2 separate regions of the Anser cygnoides genome follow, and region 1 is linked to region 2. The links are chromatin contacts, called in public Hi-C maps. All regions are on one chromosome and are shown on one strand. Each heading gives the region's core, a stretch centred on a gene start, on an enhancer-like site or on the middle of the called end of the contact. The rest is flanking DNA. Distances are from core to core; before and after follow the strand shown. Region 1 holds the start of AP3S2 (adaptor related protein complex 3 subunit sigma 2). Region 2 holds the start of PDIA3 (protein disulfide isomerase family A member 3).

Region 1 (6,572 bases), core at 3,816-6,315, 170 kb before region 2:
CAACACACCTTCGGTTACACCAACCCGCACAGCACCAGCTTTCCTGCTAAGTCAGCAGCTTCCAGCACCATCCAGCACAGATAACAAGTTTATGGCTCTCTGGTTACTTCCGCAAAATATGCTATTCCTGGAAGATGGTTAAGTTATTACATTGTTTTATGGCTGCATGAGGGCTGATTGCACTTGCGAATATTGTGCGACAAACACTGCCAGAGCAATGCACTGAAAAACAAAACAGTACTGAGAACCCTTCCCCAAGGAGGGGAGAATCCAGCGTTGTGCGAGCCACGGGCCCGGTGCCCCCACAGCCCCTCTGCCGGCTCTGTTGGATCCGACAGCGCCAGGAGCAGCACGGCGAGGGGACCAGGCTGGCAGCAGCACGGTGAGGGCCCGGCACAGCCCAGCCTGCCCGGGACACCCCGGCAGCCCAGCTGCCTCCGTGCACCCCCCTCAGCACCGTCCCGGTTTGTGCCCACCCCCTGCACACACCGACCCCCATGGCGCTGGCAGCTCCCCGCAACCCGAGAGCATCTGGGATGCAGGAAATGTTGTTCCTTCAAGATCTGGCTTCAGTCCAAATTGGAACAAAACCAGCAGGGCAGAAATCCCAACAACCTTTTGTTTTCCAAACTGAACACAGGGCTTCCTGAACAAACCGCGTCCCCCCCGGGAGCTCGCAGCTGCTGGGCGCTGCTCACGTTCTCCTCTGATGCACGAGGCGCAGGGGCTGGGCAGTGAGACCCCCCCATCCCGCAGCCTCCTCGGGGCCTCCCCACGACTTCTGTGCCCGCAGCCTCCCCTTGTGCAGGGCCGGGGGCCACGAACACAGCTCCAACGGCCCGGACCCCGCGCTGCTGCCCCGGGGCATCGGCACCCCAATCCCAGCCAGAACCCGCTGCATTCAGCACGTTCTCAGCCAAAGTCTCCGCTCAGCAAACCAGCATTTTCCAGTTGGTGTCAGCCTAATTCCTCACCCCTTCTAGTCAGGGACTCACAAAATTTGTGCTGGATTTGTGCAGCGTGGTGCCCGGCCGCTCCTGCGCAGCCCCTGCCAGGGCAAAGCCCCGGCAGCGGGGGGAACCCGGCCGCACGCAGCCCTGCCCGGGCGTGCGAGGGGCAGCGGGGAGAGCAGCGGGCACGGCCGTGGGCCCCACGTCCCAGTGCTGCGCCGCCACCAGCACTTGGACAGCAGGTGCCCGACCTCCCAGAAACAAACAAATGCCAAACACAGAAAGACAGCAGGGCCAAACAGGAGGGCAGGCCGATAGCGGCCAAGGACCAAAGTCAAGGCTGGGAAACAAAGGGAGCACAGCACCGGATATAAACAGGCCAAACACGCGAGCCTGGGGAAAGCTGAGCCCAGGACTGTCCCTATCAGAAACCCTCCCTGACTTCTCTCTCCTTTGAACTCTCAGCTTGGCAAAAGGGTTCGGAGGAAGGGCAGTTCGTGCTACTGCTAAGCGCATGAGCAACGGGGCAACCTCTTCTGCCTGCAGGTTGCTGATTCAGTGTAAAGCTGCCAGGTCTCAGCCATGCCACAAAACAAGTCAATGAAAGTGCACCCTACCCAAGATGTGGCCTTAGATTTCAGAGGCTGTCATCACTTCTTCCCTGAATTCCTCTTACAATCTTCCTTACTATCCCTCTTCTTTTGCTTGCTTTGATAAGAGCACTTTTGCTGACAAAATAATCAACCTTGTAACATCTCTAAAAGTTTACAGCCAGTCAAATAAAAAAGTCAAAGTCTTACTTAACCAGTTGCTAGAACATTCAGCTGCTTTAGGTCACCTAAGAACATTTGCTAGTTCTGTTTCTCTGCCAGACAGTTCCTAAGTTAGAATCACCAACAGGAAGGGAACATTTTACAGCCTTATCGATTTTTCACTCCTTTTTTTTTGTTGGCATGTTTTGTCTTCAAGAAAGTAGGAACAGCCTTATCAACAGCAGCACAAGTCCAGCACACGTCAACTAACCCTCCTTCCCCTAAGGACAGACCCTGCTATCTGCAGCTCCATCTAGGAGACGATCAAAGAGAAGACATTTCCGCCCAGAGGCTCTGTCCAGCTAAAGAGGAAACATTAGAGGTTGTGGCTCAAATGAAAGTTTACCAAACACTTTGTATTCCAAACACTTCCATTGTTTCTCCTTTTTTTTCCCCTGCAACTCCCCCGAAACATTAACGAGGCCCCAGATGGCGTCCTGCAGCACAGCAGACAAGGCGAAACGCCCGCACACAGCCAGAGCCGCGCGCAGCTCCGCCAGCGCCGGTCCCTGTGGAAGGTGAGGAGCAAAGCCGCAGCACGGAGCCTGCTGCCCAGGGGCAGCCCCCAGGAGCAGCCCTCAGGCACAAAGCCCTGGCACGCTGCAGCAGAGCACGCGGCCCCAGCAGGGTTTCACTCCGGGCACAGCAGCCCCGAGCTCGCGGCAGCCCCTGCACAGCCCCCGGGCCTGGAGCCAGGCGCTGCACTCGGGGCCGCGGGCACTGCAGCGGGCAGGGCTGCGGAGCAGCGAGGGGCTGGCAAGGGACGCGCTGGTGGAGCAGGCAGAAGCCAGGAACCCACCTTGTCCATGTGGAAGATGAGGTCCAGCTCGCAGACGTTCTCAAAGCACTTGTCCAGCGTCTCCACAAACACCTGAGGGGGGGGGAAAGGGAAGGTCAGCGCAGAGCAGGACCCACAAAGAGCTACGGCCCTGACCAGAATGCATCAGATCGCTCTTGGCAGCCTAACCAGGGCCAAGGCCTGGCAATCCCACCCACCCCCAACAATCCCACCTGCCCCCAACAATCCCACCTGCCCAGACCAAGGCTCCCCAGGAGCCGTGCCCCAGGAAAGCCGAAGCACCAGGGACAGCTGTAGGACAGGGGTGGCACAGAGCAGGCTGGGCAGACCTGCGTGGGGTGCAGCCAGACAAGGAAAACGCCTTTTACAGGGGCACTGCCTGATGGTGCTGGGACAACAAAAGGCAGTCTTCCCCCGAAGAGATTTTTGTACCCGGCTGCTATTGTCTTCTGCTGTTCCTGGTACTGCCCCTGGCACCCAGAACATCCAGGTGCAGGGATCTGACCCAGGGCCAAGCTCAAAGGGCCTGGCACAAGGACAACTGCACCGAAATGCAGAACTTGGCCTTTCTGGGGGAGAAACCCAGGTGTTGGTGCCTGGATCCACTGCAGCCACGGGCACCAGCTGGGACAAGGGCTGGTCACCGTGCCCGGGGCAGGCCTGCAGCCGGCTGGAACTGCCTGAAAGGGGCTGAGCTCTGGGAACTGCGCAGCCACAACAGCTGATCCGGGCACAGCACGCATCCTCCCACAGCCTGCTGCGCCAGCACTCTCAGTGTGCCTCTGCTGGATTTAGCAAAGGTCACGTTGGAAGTCTACGCAGGTTTTGAACACGATTTAAAAAAAGGAATAATACGTTCATTGAGGTGCACTTCCCTGGTGTTTCCCCACAGGCGAGTTCCAAGCCGTGTGTCAGCCAACACGTGCAGCACCTGGCTGCGTTCACAGAGCAGCTTCTGTCACTTCCATGCACAGACGTGTTTCAGACGTGTAAGTGCCACGGGGATGCTGAGGAGGCCGGGCCGGCCAGCAGGGACCGCACATGGGGGAAGGCACCCCCCTCCGGGCCCAGCAGAGTGCTGGTGCTGCTACAGAGTCACAGGCCGAGGGCACAGACACCCGGTGCTGGTGTCACTGCGCTGGCACCGGGCTCCCTGTGGACCTGGGCACTGCTGTCCTGCCAGCACCAGCACCCCAACTCAGGGTCCAGGGGTGTCCCCAGCACTGCCACAGCTGCACCCCGTGCGGGCACAGCACTGCCCTGGGACGCAGCCATTGTGCACAGCATCCAGCCCCATCACGCCTGCAGCACCCAGCCCAGGAGGAAGGGTCTGGGCACGACTCATGGCAGGGAACACCATCCCACGCTGTCCCCGCTGCTGGCAGCACCCGCTGCCCATCACAGCATCTCCAGCTGCTCCGGGCAAGGGTCTCTGCCCAGGCACCCGGGGGCTGAGCAGCCGCACCCGCGCTCACGGCGGCCACCCCCTGGCAGCGGGGTCCCCCCGCAGACGGACCTGGATGAGGTCCAGGATGCCCAGCTCGCTCTCGGAGGAGTCCACGCAGAACACGAAGTACAGCGTGGCGTAGTGCCGGTAGATCAGCTTGTAGTCGGCGCCACCGAACAGGCTGCGGAGACACGGGCAAGGGGCTGCAGGTGCGGGGCCGGGGCTGAGCCCCCCAGGGCCGCCCCCTCGCCACGGGGCAGGCGGTTACCTGCCGCACTCGAGGAAGTTGCAGATGTGCTCATCCCGCTTGAGCACGAGGTGGAAGGTCTCCCGGATGAGCTGCTGCTGGACCTCCTCCGCCTGCGGGGAGCCGAGGGCAGGCGGCCATGGAACGGCGGCCCGGGGAGACGCGGAGCGCCCGCGCTGCTCGGGGCCGGCGGGGCCGGGAGGGCCGGGAGGGCCGGGAGGGCACGGAGCCCGGAGCTCGGAGCCCGGAGCCCGGAGCCCGGAGCCCCGCCGCCGCCCGGACCCCCCGCGGGCCCGGGCCCTGCCGTGGGGCTGCGCACCCAGCGCTCCCCGCCCGCCCCCGCCGCCCCGGGCCCCCAGCCCCAGCCGAGCCCCGCTGCCCCCCGCCCCCGGCCCCGCACCAGGTGCTGGTAGAAGCGGACGAGCCGCGGCTTGCCGTGGTTGTTGAACACCAGGACGGCGTTGATCATCCCGGCGGCTGCCCCGGGACGCGCCGGAAGCAGAACGGGGCCGGCGGCGGCCGCGGCCCCCCCGCAGGAAGCCCCCGGAAACGCGGCGGCGGGGCGGCTCCGGGCCCGGCGGTCAGAGCCCCGGGGTCCCCGCGCCCCCGCCCCGGGGGGGCTCAGCGGGAACCCGCGGACCCCCCCGCGGCACGGGCCGCGAGCGCAGCCGCTCCCCCTGGCCGCGAGCTGGGCCCCTGCGGCCGGCCCAGGGCTGGCGCGGCGCGGCCCGGCACGGTCCCACACGGCCCGGCACGAGCCGGTCCGGTACGGCCCGGTACGGCCCGGTACGGCCCGGTACGGCCGCGGGCCCCGCAGCTGCTCCCGTCCGCGCCGCCAGGGGGCGCCACCGCCACGGGGCTGCGGCGACCGGGCGGGGCGGGGGCGCCTGGGCGGGGCCGTGCGGCTGGCCACGCCCTTCGGGGGGGGGGGTCGTGGGCGGGGCCCCGGCTCGCCCCGCCCCCCGCTACCGCGGGGTACCGGCACCCAGGTGCGCGGGAAGGCGGCCGCCGGCTGCGACCCCCCCGTGCTGAGCGACTTTGAGACCGGTGAAGGAACACGGCCCGTCGGGTCACGGGGAGGAACCAGCCCCCGGCAGTGCCAGCTGCCCGAGCGCCTTCCCCACCAGAAAATCAGAGGGAGACAAAGGGCACGGGGCCGGGATTAACAGACAGGGATGGCACGGCGGTCACGGCTGGAGGGACATCAAGGGCTGCGAGAAGGATTCAGTGCACTGTGCGATGGAAGAAAGAGGGAACGTAAAGATCATTGCTTGGTGGGAAAAGGGGAATAAAATAACCTTGGGTACAGAGAAGCCATCTTTGCTACAGCCTTCATACAAAAACCTCGTTTGTGACCAGGATTTAACGCTGCTGATTTGAAGAGGGGCAAGATGGCAAAGATCCAGGAGAAAGGACACCAGGCTCTGCAGGAGGGGCCACCTGCACCCATGGGTGCAGACCTGCCCCAGCACTGTGCCTGTCACCAGAGTGACACCAGAGTGAAACACCGAAACCGCGGCATGCATGCCCCATAGGGCATGGTGGTGAAAGGAACAACCCATGCCCATTTCACCAGAGAAAACCACATCAATGGCCACTGGCTTGTAATGGCTTCAAACTAAAAGAGAGGAGATTTACATTAGATATAGGGAAGAAATTCTTCACTCAGAGGGCGGTGAGGCACAGGCACAGGCTGCCCAGAGGAGCTGTGGGGGCCCCATCCCTGGCAGTGCCCAAGGCCAGACTGGATGGCGCTGGGGGCAGCCTGGGCTGGGGGCAGGGGGCCCTACCCATGGCAGGGGGGTGGAATTAGATATTTTTTTAGGTCCTTTCCAACCCAAACCATTCTGTGATTCCACGATTCTAACACCTTCCTACAAGGATCACATCGGTGAGTGTTGATTGGCTGAGGCTGCTATCGGCAGCCTCACGGGTGGGAGGATACGCGCTGTGATTGGTTGAGGCACAGAGGCTGCCGCAAGCACCGTGTCTGTGAGCTTGGACTGGCTGGTGCGTCAAATGTGATGCAAGGATCATGGCCCTGAATTGTGACTGCCTGAACCTGCAACACTGCTGAAGAATCAGGTCTGCAAGACACCGCTGGCTGAGGCTGTGAGGCTGCTGCAAGGATCATGTCCACCGGTCTTGATTGGCTGAGGCTTCAAGGCTGCTGAAGAATCGTGTCTGCAGATTTTGAGTGGCTGGGGCTGTGAGGCTGCTGTAAGGATCACGTTCGCACGTTCTGATGGGTTGATGCGGTGGCGGTGCTGTAAGTACCATGTCCATAAGGTGCCATGGTCTGAGGCTGTGAAGAAGC
Region 2 (6,430 bases), core at 3,212-5,711:
CAGATGCCAAAGCTATCAATGAAAGAGAGGTTAGCAGCTTTGATTTCACTGTCCAAAACCTTGTCTTGATACAGTACACTCCTGTTTCACACCCAAGAATGTTCAGTAAGCAGTAAGACCCAAGTAAGAAACACTTCGCCCATTCATGTACCAAGTCAAATCTCCATCTCTAGCCACAACGTCAGTTAACATATTTGACCTAATTAAAGCCAAATTTGGCATACTTCTCAGGAAGTTTACCATTTCTTAAATACAACTATAGTTGCTAGATTATGGAGTAGATGCCAACAACCATGCCAGGATTTCCAGAAAGAAGGGAGATATCCCAAAGGACACAGTGCCTGAAAGACAGCTCTTACGGAAACTAAACAGGAAGCAACAGCAACGCCAGGTAGAGAAAAAATGAGTTCTGACAGGTCTGAATCCACTTCCAGATAGATGCGTCTATCATGTTCTCCAGTAAGGAAACACTCACATGTTCTCCTGGATAAATTTCTTGATTTTTCCACTGGTGATTTTGTCTTCTGTGTACTTGACAGTGCTGTCCTCAAACTTGTTCGTGAGCCGTGAAGGACGGAACAAGACTATACCCCTGAGGGGAAGCAGATATCATGAATTAGTTCAAAGTGTCCCTAAGCTTCCAAAGGGCAGCAGCTAGAGGAAGCAAAAACCTGATCTCCAGTGACTACCCCCATTCGATGTTCATAGATGCAGCAAGACTGGCTAGTTTCTCGGTGTCACTATTGCATTATATCTATCTGTCAGGCTGTTTTCTGTTATTCAGACAGGACATGGCCTTCTACAGTGAGAAACTAAAAAGAACATAGCAAGCAAGGGGGAGGCAAAACACCTCTGCTGAGACATTTCCCACCTGGAGGCAAACACTAACTCTCCCCATCCTGCAACTCTCAATTCCAGATATTTAAACTACATACGTATACACACACACACACACAACTGGCATTTGGAAAAGCAACAATACCTTAAACTATGTTCAGAAGCTTAATCCAGTTAAGAACTGGAATCCATGAATTTGTTCCAGATGTCTCAATAACAAGAAATCTTTACATTAAAGAACTTACTCTCCATCTTCCTCATACTTCTGCACCAACTGCTCCTCACTGGTGTGTGCAAAACGGTAGTTATCTCTTAAGTTGTTGGCAGCTTTCATGAATTCAGAATAAGCATCACCAGATGCATCTCCAAAGAAGCCTGCAGCAAAAAGACAGATGGTGACCCCAAACCAACTCAGCAACAGTTACTGTGCAGCTCTCATCATTTATCTTTACAATGCATTGAAAGATGTCTTCTGAATCAAGCCCTCCAATGCATGTCCAGGCCCGTCTTTGACAGCTTCTCTCCCATTTTTAGTGAAACATTCCCTCCCTTCCATCAGCAGGAAGTTACTCAAGAATTAGTCATTCATCTAAAAGAAAGATGTCCTCTGAGCATGAAGATTTCCATTTGCAACCACACGAGACACTGCTAGTGGTAACAACAGCCAATGGTACTAAGTTCAGGACTGCTGATCAATACTCATTCCGTTCCACTTGTATGATGACACCTGATCTAGACAAAGCAAAACTGCTATTGCCACTTGTAAACCATGATCAGCTCATGCAATGCTGACAAATACCACCCTAGTGTACCTTCTACAAAACAAAAGCTACCTCTTGTCAGTCAGCCAAAAGAGCAACAAGCTTAAAAAAAACAAACACTACAGTGCCAAGAAGACTGAAAGACAGTCAAAGAATCAAAAGAAAAAAAGTTGGAACGAATCCCCAGAGGTCACCAAGTTCAATCTCTTGCTCAAAGCAGAACCAGCTTCAAGGACAGGTCAGATTGCTCAGAGCTTTGTCCAACTCAGTTTTGAAAAATTTCCAAGACTGAAAGCTTCAAAACCTCTCTGGGCACACGTTCCAGTGCTTTTTCACTCTTGCCATGAAAAACTTTTTTGCTCACATCCAGCTGCTACTTCCCTTGCTACAGTCTGATAGCACCTCTCATCCTTTCACTGTATATTCCCAGATTTTCCAGGGCCAAATGTCCACTCATTTCAGTGCTGCACTGATTCTACTCACCCACTACAGAAGCATCTTTATCACCGATGAATTTCTCAAAATCAGCCACAGAACTGAGAGCCACTGAAGCAGGTCCTGCCTGTTTCTTGAGATGACTGACAATTCCATCTTAAAAGAAAAATGAAATGATTGAAGGGATGAATACAAAGTTCTAAAAGACATTTTTCAAGCTTCCTTAAAACAAAAGCTGTTTCTCCAGAATCCACACACCTGGTGCCACGTGATAAATACGATATGAATTGGAAGACTGTCATCAGCACTTTCTCTTAAGTATTTCCATGCCATCACATTGAAAACTAGTCTAAGAAAGGCAGAGCTTTTCAGAGCATTGCCCTTACAAAAAGGATCTTTTTCAATGCTCTCATACCAAGAGCTGCATGGTATGCCTATTAGGTGTAACAGAAAGCTGTACTGGTACAAATAATGCATTCCAAGAAAGCTCATCAAGACAGACACAGAACACCCTCTCACTTGTGCAGAACGACTTCAGAGATCAATTACCATGGAACAAGAAGTTATCTGTATGAGGTCTTCCCCTCAAGCACGTTCTGCATACCACCCATCAAGGGTGCTATGGCTGAGAGACAATTTAGAAACCTTCACCTTTAGAAGAGCTTTAAGGGATCCTAAGCATCCAGGACTTTCACAGCACAAAGAGTTCTGGGAGGGGCAACGTGTACGTGTAGGTGGGATTCTTCTTTGTACCTCTCAATACATTTAACGTCCCCGATACAAGCCTATTCAGTGTGGGCCTGCCTTCCAGCACTGTTTCAGCAAGCGAGATGCTGAGACTAACAAGCTCTTACCCGCTGTCCTGGGCCCATCATAGGTTCCTGCCTCTTCTCCGTCTCGAAAAATCTTCAAGGTGGGATATCCACTGACTCCATACTTGTTACAGGTGTTTGAATTTGCTGTACAGTCAACCTAAAGGAATAGAAATATTGCTGCTCAGCGACCTAGCAACCCGTATACCCAAAGAAAAGCAGCTTTGCCATTACCCACACCGTCACACATAAATTGGAAGTTTGATGGCTGGAAAGCTCTCACATGCTTTTAACCAAGGCTGGATTCCTTCCACACAAAATGCAAGGATCTGAGAAGCATCTATTTGACTCACATGTAGAAGATTAGAACCCAGGCCTAGCACCCAACCAAGTGGTCCAATGGGGACTCATCACACAGATTACCACTGAGAAATCAATAACAGGGAAGGATGTAATGGGTGTAACAGCACAGATGTAATAAAAGACCCAGAAAAATATTTGAGGAAATACTGGAAAGATTAAATAGTTGTAGGTTTGACACGACTATATGCAAAAAAAAATCTGAGAAAGAGTAGATTATTGCAATCAATGACAGGCTCAACAAGAATTGACCATTCTTAGCACGTTACCAACCCTAACGGTTCCTGCCATGCCTGAAGCAAACAGGAGCCCATAGCACTTCCCACAAAGGAACAGGAAGACCCTCATTTAACAAAACTACGCAAGTTTTCTGGCAGAAAACTCTTGAAGAACGTCCCTTACTTTGTAAGTCACGGGACAACACCGTGACTACATCGCACGCTAATTCTTGGACTAGGACCACGCAGCTCACAGGAGGTTTCTTCCTCCCAGCCTGGGAGGGCCCTCCCCTCCCTCGGGCAGCGGCACACACCCTTTTCACACTCTGCAGGCCAACCGAACGGGCCGCAGCCCCCACAGGCTTCAGCTTCCCGACCGCTCCCTGGTGCTCGAGCCCACAAAGCGGAGCAGCCTGGCAGGGCTCCCAAGGGCCACGGAAGGCCAGGCGCGCGCACGGGCAGAGGCTACCGGAGGGCTGCGACACCGACGCCTTTATTTGACCGAAGTCTGTCCGGGAGCCTCCCGCAGGTCAGCGCCCCCCCGGCTCGAGCCGCCGCGGCCGAGCCCCCACCTTGACGAGCGGCACGATGCCCTTCAGCCGGGTCGCCGCCGACTCGTACTCCGGCGCCAGCCGCTTGCAGTGCCCGCACCTGGGGAGACGGAGGGGTTAGGCCCGCCGGGAAGCCCCAGCCCGCCCCAGCCCGCCCCGCCCCCGCCCCGGGCCCTCCTGCCCGCGCCAGGCGCCCCCCGGGCCCGGCCCGGCCCGGCCCGGCCCGGCCCCGCCGCCCCCCGCCGCCCCTCACCAGGGCGCGAAGAACTCCACGAGCACCAGCCCCGGGCGCTCGGCCAGGCCGCTCTCGAAATCGGCGTCGCTGAGCTCCACCACGTCGGAGGCGCGGCCGGGCCGGGCGGTGAGGGCGAGCAGCAGCAGCAGCGCGGCGGGCGGCGGCCGGGGCGCGGACATGGCGGCGGCGGCCGGGGCTGCGCTCCCTGCTCGGCGGCGGCGGCGGGGGAACAAGCGCCGGGGGCCGCGGGCCGGAAGTCCCGCCTCGCCAGCCGGATCTGCCGTGTGGCAGCTCCCGGTTGGGCGCCGTGCCGCGCGTCACGCGAGCCGCGGCCAATGGGCTACGGCGCGGGGCGGTTGGGGAGCCGCGGCGGCCCCGCCCCGGCCGCGGGGTCTCGGCGCCGGCAGGGCCCCAGCGGGGGCGGGGCCGGGGCCGCTCGCCCCGGTGCGGCCGCGCAGGGGAGCGGCCCCTGGGGTCGGGGCCCGCCGGGGCCGTGGCGTTGCTCCGGGGCCTCCCCGCCGCTGGAGCCTAGCGCGGCGCCCGCCCCGTCCCGCAGCGCCGGGCCCCGCCGCCACGCCCGGCTCTGAGCCGCCGCGAGCGCTTCGACCCTGCCGGGCCCCCGGTCGGGGACGCGGCCGTGCCCCGGCAGGGGTGGCGCTCGCGAGGGACTTCGCTCCTTTAACGGCCGTGGCCGCGGGAAGCGCTGCGGCGCGTTGAGGCCCCGGTGTTGTCGCCCAGTAGCCCCTGCCTGCGCCACCGAGGGCGGTGCTCCCGCCCGCCGCGCCGGGCAGGTGGCGGTGCCCCGCCGCAGGCTCCCGGCACGCCCACGGCAGGCGCGGTGCGAGGCGCCGGCAGCTCCGCTCCCGCCGGCGCCCATCCACCGCGACCCCCGGCCTCCCGGGGCAGCGCTCCCGGCACCGAGGCGCTCCCAGCCGGCCCCGGCTGCGGGCCTCTCCCAGCCCCGCGGCGCGCAGCGGTGATTCGTGCTGCTCAGCCGCTGGGCGGGAGCGCGGTCCTTGCTGCTGGGCCGCCTGCGGAGGTGCTCGGTGCCCCCGGCAGCCCTGAGCTGCGTGGGGAGCAGGGGGAGCGGGGCGCCGCCTGCCCCGTTACTGCGGGGCCGGCAGGAGGCGCCGCCGCCCTTGTCGCGGGCTCCACGGTACCGCTGGGCGCCGTGCGGCTCAGGGGGCCGGCGCCGAGCCCAGGAGGAGGTCGAGCCCCCTCGCCTCGGCCCCGCCTGCCCTCCCCGGCCCCGAGCGGGCCGGCCCCCGGCATCAATAACGCAGTAACGCAACGGCCCGGGCATTTTCTGCAGCGCGGGGGCGAGCGGGCAGCCCGGCCTCGGGTTACAGGCCCGGAGAGAAGGCTGCCGGAGTCGGCCCTGCGGCGCCAGGCGCTCCCCGACGGCAGGAACGGCGTGAGCGGGCCGGGGCCGGGCGGGCTGCGGCACGGCTCCGTCTCAGGGGGCTCCGGGGCCGCCTCTGTCGGGGGGAGGGCTGGGAGCTGCACGGAGGGCGAGAGTGGCCGGGCTGGAGCCGGGCACCGCGGGCAGCCCTGCGGCAGCCAGGCCTCGCCCGCCGGTCCCTCCTTCGCTCAGCTCGGGGCAGCCCCGACAGTCCCGGTGCAAGGTGAGCCCGGGCCGGTCTCGTCCCGCCCAGGCGCAGGTAGCGGTCGGGTCGCAGGAAGGGATCGAGTGATCTCCAGCGGCTGCTTCTGCCCCCGCTTCGTGTCTCCCGGCTCGTCCGCACGGCGCGGCCGAGCCCCCGCCCCCGCCGGCTCCCGGCGCGGAGGCTGCCGCGGGGCACGGGGATGGCGGCTTCCCGTCCCGGCGTCGCGCTGGGGCTGCTGCTGCTGCGGGCCCCCGGCGCCGGTGGGTGAGCGCAGACCGCGCCGAGACGGGGCCGTGCCCGGGACCCGTCCCGCACCTTCGACCCGTGTCCCGCGTGGGAGCCCATCCCCTGGTGCTGGGCGTGAGGGGCCGGGCTGACCCCACGCGCGGGGCTTTGTGTGCGGGCAGCTCTGGGAACGTGCGTGGTGGCGGGGCGGGGCGGGGGACGGGGCACGAGGCCGGCACGGACACGGTCCCACGCGCAGATCCGCGCGGGGGCCGCGACCTCCGGGCAAGGCTGCAACCCAGCCGGACAGCTCGGCCCTGCCTGCCCTGCAGGAGCTGTCCCGGGACGGAACGGCTCCGTGCCCCGAGACCTCGCGGCCGTCTCGAAGT

What was found. A called contact is a pair of places that touch in the nucleus more often than the background predicts.
Region 1: a Hi-C map of liver shows a contact between it and region 2, with 2.0 times the contacts expected there. The contact joins the promoter of AP3S2 here to the promoter of PDIA3 in region 2. A contact is called at or near these places in 2 of 7 Hi-C or Micro-C datasets (both in liver).

What each region holds. Positions count from the first base shown.
Region 1 is chr11:473,252-479,823 of Taihu_goose_T2T_genome, reverse strand. AP3S2 (adaptor related protein complex 3 subunit sigma 2) reads right to left here and starts at 5,065. Exons shown (of 6, transcript XM_067003750.1): 1 at 4,656-5,065; 2 at 4,277-4,368; 3 at 4,078-4,189; 4 at 2,562-2,633. The coding sequence starts at 4,724.
Region 2 is chr11:304,413-310,842 of Taihu_goose_T2T_genome, reverse strand. It overlaps PDIA3 (protein disulfide isomerase family A member 3), which reads right to left and starts at 4,461. Exons shown (of 13, transcript XM_067003563.1): 1 at 4,228-4,461; 2 at 3,996-4,074; 3 at 2,888-3,005; 4 at 2,082-2,189; 5 at 1,083-1,212; 6 at 476-592; 7 at 1-12. The coding sequence starts at 4,388.